Linked DNA regions of Sus scrofa: region 1 is linked to region 2. Evidence: chromatin contacts called from public promoter capture Hi-C data. All regions are on one chromosome and are shown on one strand. Each heading gives the region's core, a stretch centred on a gene start, on an enhancer-like site or on the middle of the called end of the contact. The rest is flanking DNA. Distances are from core to core; before and after follow the strand shown. Region 1 overlaps ARHGAP42 (rho GTPase-activating protein 42). Region 2 holds the start of ARHGAP42 (rho GTPase-activating protein 42).

The links. Promoter capture Hi-C pulls out the DNA fragments that hold promoters and counts their contacts.
Region 1: a promoter capture Hi-C map of liver shows a contact between it and region 2, with 2.6 times the contacts expected there. The contact joins the enhancer-like site here to the promoter of ARHGAP42 in region 2. A contact is called at or near these places in 2 of 5 promoter capture datasets (fetal liver and liver), 6 of 47 Hi-C or Micro-C datasets (fetal heart ventricle, fibroblasts, heart right ventricle and 2 more) and 1 of 2 datasets of contacts at active chromatin or transcription factors (skeletal muscle).

The regions. Positions count from the first base shown.
Region 1 is chr9:31,764,754-31,767,796 of Sscrofa11.1, reverse strand. The region is part of intron 1 of ARHGAP42 (rho GTPase-activating protein 42); the gene reads right to left. Among named protein-coding and RNA genes, the nearest start is that of ARHGAP42, 46 kb to the right of the region's middle. Within about 2 kb of position 1,251, at least 18 of the 83 cell types and tissues checked have an H3K27ac peak or open chromatin away from gene starts, as enhancers often do. A contact at or near this core is called in fetal liver and liver, where this site is marked.
Region 2 is chr9:31,719,052-31,722,107 of Sscrofa11.1, reverse strand. ARHGAP42 (rho GTPase-activating protein 42) reads right to left here and starts at 1,522. Exons shown (of 24, transcript XM_021062699.1): 1 at 605-1,522. The coding sequence starts at 758.

The DNA of each region.
Region 1 (3,043 bases), core at 2-2,501, 46 kb before region 2:
GGGGCACCACCCACTTGGCATATAACAAAGTGCTCAGTAATTCAACCTAGAAGGCTTTCTAATTAATAGAATCTGTTGTTTCAAATTATAAAACACTATTCTTCCAAAGGAACCTCAAAGCGCTTCAAATACAGGACCATCTCCAACCACAGGTTGCATGCCTAAAACCTCAGCTATTAAAGCTGAAAAGTAGAGCCCACAGAATCTCACTCACACTCATGGCTCCTGCACTATGTTCCCGAAGGACAATCAACCACAAACTACAATCACTGAATGTGATGTTAGGGCTATTTCAGTCCCAAGGTCAGCTTTCTGCCAAAGGTTCAAAAGAAATGATCGAAGACACTGATTCTAGCTCAACAATGATAATGGGCCTATGACATAAAAGATATTTAGTTTTGTGTTTTGCGTTTTGTTTCTAAACCAGAAACACAAAGGCCTACATATTAAGTTTTACAAAAAAAAATAAGACCTTCTCTCTCAACCAGGAGTTAATAGTCTGGTGGAGAATACAGATTATATTTACTAAAGCGACTGGTGTCATGACAGTATTTGACACACGGTGAGAAAAAGGCAGAGGAGACGATCTGAAGCATGAGCATGAGCTTGCTTAGGGAAAGAAAAGGAGAGAAGATTAGCTACAATTTGTTTAGAAGAGCTGCCACTCAATTTTTGTTTCCGGAAGAGATTATGAAGATTTCCTTTAAAGTTTATTTTTTTAAAATCCTCAAAAAAATAAAAATGCAGAAGTTTCAGATTAAAGTCACCCACCTAGTGGATTTCCCCCTAGGACCGAGCATGCCAGAACTGCACACTGCAGTCACTAGTACACATGCAAAGTAATTCTTGCTCTAAACTTGGTCAAGGACAAAATAACATCTTCAGTTTAAAAGAAGTACTCCTCATACTAAGTTGTTTTCCCAAAATTTATCTCTACTTTCACACCATAGGGGAAAAATTCTTCCACAAGAGAAACCTGCTTTCCAGGAAGCATATGCATGACATGGGTTCTCTAATATTTTCATTTAGGCTCAGAGCTGTTAACTTGGTGTGGCCATAATTCAGATTCCTAGTTTAACTGAGAGACAGGACAAGGAAGCTAAACCTTCAGGGATCTTCAGTTTTGGCTAGGGCCTGCAGAGAGCAGCCCAGGGATGTGTCAAGGTCAGTGACACGGCGGACACACAGAACAGGAAACAGTCCACAGTAGAGCTTCCTGTATCCCACACCCCTCTACTCACACGCACTTAACCTTCACGTCCTGCAGCCTTGGAGGAAGCATCACATGTCACTGACTATAAGAACAAGGCTTCTTTCTCCCTCTCTCACAAAGCAGCCTTGCAGTCCAAGTAAAGTTGTCTGCTTTTCCACCCAAGCCCTGGGAGATGGGATGAGGCTCGTGTCCTTGCTCCAGGAATAACTACACTTCATACAGAACCCTGTCAGCTTAAATCTCATTAGGACAGGGGAAATAAAGTATCACCACAAGCATTCCTTTCACTCTACCTGTACATTTTTAAAATAATACTGTAAATAAAGTTTCAAAACTCGGTTAGGTTTAGGGTTAGAGTCAGGGTCAGTTAGGGCTGGAGGGATCTTCCCTGGATCTGTACTGTAGCATCAGACAGTTTTAAATCCTAGATTCATGACTAACTAGCTTTCTATTACCTTGAGCAAATTTCTTAACTTCTTCCTCACAGTCTCAATTTTTGTGTATATATATATAATAAAAGAATGTTACTCCCTACTTAACAGTGTTAGTGGGACATTTAGATAAATTCAGAGCCCTGGCGTTTTTCAAATAAATATCTTTCTCTCCCTTCTATTCCAAAGGAAGAAATTTGGTACATCAGATGACAACCAGGGTATACAGTAGAATGGACTGTGATCAGGATAACCTAGTCTTTTAAAAAACTTTTATATTCATGATAGATGTCATAGACCAAGGGGATCTAAACTATGTTTTAGCAATTCGATTTCCTTGTCAGCAGCAAAACTTCAAAATACACACAAAAAGTATGTAGAAGTAAGCACGTATACATAGCTTCAGTGAGTCCAAAATGAGAGGGGACAAAAACAGACTAGTCAACTTGTAGCTTCCAGGATCACATCAAGTAACTGATTTTTTAACAGTTTTTCTATACACAGGCAACATATCACACACACACAAAATCTTTTCAGAGCTATTCACTACCATAGGTAAAAGCCTTCCCCACTAGCATAAAACAAACTGCAGCTAGACTACGGGACAGATGGCATTCAGTAGTTTTGTGTGTGTTGGGGGTGGGGTGTGTCAGGAATGAATGTGGTTATCAAGACATTTCTAAGTTGGAACAACATTAGAGTAAGGGTCATGGGAAAAGAAGCTTTTGCTCACCCTACTTCCTGGCAGCATTTTCAGTACACAAGCCATAAGCAACTCATGTTTACCAGATAGAACAAGAAAAGACAGGATTATTAAAGGAAAGAGTGCAAGGATCAGGGCATACATGTACACACTTTATAAATTACTTACACTTTTTAAATTTTTATTTTGAAACTCTAGAAATAGTTTTAAAAACTTAGATAACCATACTTCACTGTACAAAATATCTTTTCTGCTTTAATCAACTGAATTAGGTTAGAAAATTTTTATTAGAGTCAATCACACAAATGAAACTCAATTACGGAAGAAAACCAATCATTACGTATTTATTTTATCCTTCTCGGGAAAAAATGCAACTTGAAATTATTTTTCAGAGTCATAGAAAAAATGTCTCTTGGGATTTCAAACTTCCAAGTCTAGAGTTCTTGATATTAAAACAAGTTTAAAAAGAAGGTGAATGTATCCTGGAATTGATACTAAATTCAAGAGTATTTTATTTACCATGGGTAAACATTTCCTTACTTTTTGCCTTGCTAAAACTCACAGATGAAAGATAACCAGTTAATAAATCTCAAATTATACAACTAATACAAGCTACTTCCATTTTTTTTTTCCTTTGGCTCCACCCATGGCATGTGGAGGTTCCTGGGCCAGGGATCAAATTTGTGCCACAGCAGC
Region 2 (3,056 bases), core at 273-2,772:
GCAAGCCAGAAATTAAGACGCACAAAAGTCTTGTAAAGAGATAAAAACCCAGTGGTGCCATGCTGTCGTCATTCATCTTACTAAATCGCAAAACTACAAAGCTACATATCTTTCAAAAGGCCTGAAGACTGATCTACCCAATGAAGAGCCACTGATGTACAGAAGAAATTAATAATTTTCCTTGAATATCACTAAATAATCTAGCTTTATATTTATCCTTCAGATAAACTCTTTAACCCCTCCTGAAGGACTTTTTTAAAAAGTTTAAACTAGGCACAATAAAGTTGCAAAAAAAGACCAACAGTCGCCAACATTTTTCAAAGAGCGTTATACAAAACGATGACTTTGATCAACATTCCTCAGGATATATATTCCAGTATCCGGTAGAGAATTTTTCCCTTCCCTACAGACTTGGAAGCAAATTGAGAACACCTAGGAACAAACTTTGTTGGCCACCGGCAGGGGAGCTCTTCAGCTTTTGTCCCCAAACCCATTCAAACAAAAGAAGCTTCGCTTCCTCTAACCCACCCCTCAGACCCGCACCCTCCCAGGGACTCCGCAAATCCCCGAGCCCTCTCCTCCCGCCCCCGCCAGCTCAACTTACTCCTCAGCGCCCCGATGAGCAGAGAGCCGTCCTTAATGAGCTCTTTAATGAACTTGTTGGTTCTCTCCAGTTCAATCTCGTGACACTGCAGGCGCTCCCTGAAATCCGGGCTGTCCAAGTAGGAGTCACTGAACTCCAGAGTCGGCAGCCCCATGGCACCAGCACTGCCAGCGGCCGCCCAGGGCAGGTCCGGGCCGGCGGTCGAGGCGGGGACAGCTGGCGACCGCAGCCGGCGCCTGGGACGCGCGATCCTGGGGAACCAGCCGGGACGCGAGGGGACGTGCAAGGGAAACGGTCCCGCACGCCGCGCCGCCTGCGCGGGACTCGGCGGCGCGCGGACGCCTCCGGGCTCAGGCTTCTTCCCCCGAGGCGAGGCGAGCGCCCACGCGGGCGGTGGGCCAAGGCGCGGGTCCGCTCAGGTCGTTGTCATTCGGACGCATCGTCGCCGCAAGCGCGGAGGCGGCGGAGGCTCCGGGCCGCGGCCGGAGCAGGAAAGTTCTCTCGATTCGCAGGCACTTCCGGCAGCTCTGCTCTCCTACTCCCTTGACAGTCGTTTGCGCTGGGAGCCAGAAGCGCCCAGCCGCCCCTCCGGCCGGGCCGGGGAAACCCTCCCCCTCGGTGGACGCAGGCTCAGAGCGCTCGCTGATCGGGCCGGGCTTGGAGACCCTCCTCCCGCCGCCGTGTTCCCACCCCGCGCCGCCCCGCCCCTCCTCCCATTTACCCTCCTGCCCGCGCCCAGCTGCCCGCACTTTGCTCCTGGGCTCTGCACTGCCGCGGCGGGATCGCGCTCCTGCCTGCGCGCGGGCGTTAACTCAGCAACTCCTGGGCGCCCAGCTTCCACTAGCCCGCGGTGACACTTTGGTGCCCTCCACTCCACTAAAACATCTCCAGCTCCCAATATGCCTCCCTACCGGTTCTCATCACCCACTGCCTAGAAATGTCTGGGAGAGAAAGCAACGTTATCTCTCCCTGAAGTTTGAAGCCTGGTTGGGAGATGCCACTTTCGAGCGTTAGTTTTTACTTCGCTAGCCTGCGCTGAATGCAGAAAAATTCCATGTTGAAAAGTTTCCTTTTTTCTCACCATTCACTGCTTTGATCCTAGAAAGTCAGGGTTTTTCTATTCAAAACGCAGAACTTCATAGACCTAGGGCAGTTTTTTTGTTTTTCCAAGTTGCTGAGAAGGTGGGAAGATTTTAGATTGTTTTTATTCCACCAAATAAGCGCCTCGGACTGAGGGGTTCTTCTTCTAGAAAAATACCTGTTTGCATCACAACTGTATCTTTTATGGTCACCTGGATGGAATTGCCCTGCAAGCGTGGAGATTTTCAAACTGTTGAAGTTGGCTGAAATTCCAAATGAATAGTTAATTCTTACCAAGAGGCGGTATACCCCTCCTCTGGGAGGGATCACCTAATAAATTTCTGTTCTCTCAAAACCTTGACAGCAAGAGAAACTGCTGCTTTACATCTAGTCCCGCCATCATCTATAGGATTTCTGAGAGCGCAGTTATTTTTCTAAAGGATCTGCTTTTAATTTCTATGTTTTCATTGCTTTGTCCATTTGAACCATCTGTTAAAAAACCCTTCTACAGATCATGGGAAAAATTCCATTAAAGTGCTTTACATTTTTCCCAATTAAAATTGTTTCAGAATCTGTCAAGACTTTTAGTTTCATTTTTTTACACATGAACATTAAAAACAGCATGTAAACCTTAAACTAAGGCTGATAAGATGATGTAAACAATATATTTGATGGCTTTGGTTTTAATTCTTCTGAGCCGGGAAGTTGGACTTAACCTTCCATCTGTAATTATGTTCCTAGCCTCAAAATATTGGGAGAATGGCCAATTACCATTAGAGTCATTTTAACTTTTAATGTCTAACTTGTGTCTGTCAGTTAAATACTCCTCATTTGGAAGGTGGGGTGGAGTGGGGTGGAAGGCAATAATGCTATTTGTCAGTTAATGGAATAACAGAAGCTGTAGTGGGTCTGTTTTTCACCTGAGGTGATTTTACACCTATTCATCACACAGGCTGAAAGACAAAAAAAAAATAAAAAAAAATTAGGCAGGCCAAACAAATAGTTTCCTTTCAACTTTTGCCATGTTGCTGTTCCAAATAACTAAATCCAATGCCAACTGCTGAGATATGAAACAGGATAAAATATAACAATCTCTTCCTGTTTTTCATTAAATGAAAGTCCTGTGATTAATTCTTTAAGAATGCATCAACAGTCTTTGATAAGTAGCATTTAATAAGGTAGATGTCAATTTTCATTCTTCCTTTAAAGTCTTATATGTCAGGACAGATTTATTCTAGATTCTAAGATATATGTTCTAATTTACCCATTCATGTATGTAATTGCATGTTTTGTGCCTACTGTATACATTATTAGGATCTGGGCAGAGAAGCAATTTATAGGGAAAGATACGCAAAGCAAAGCATCAAACCTG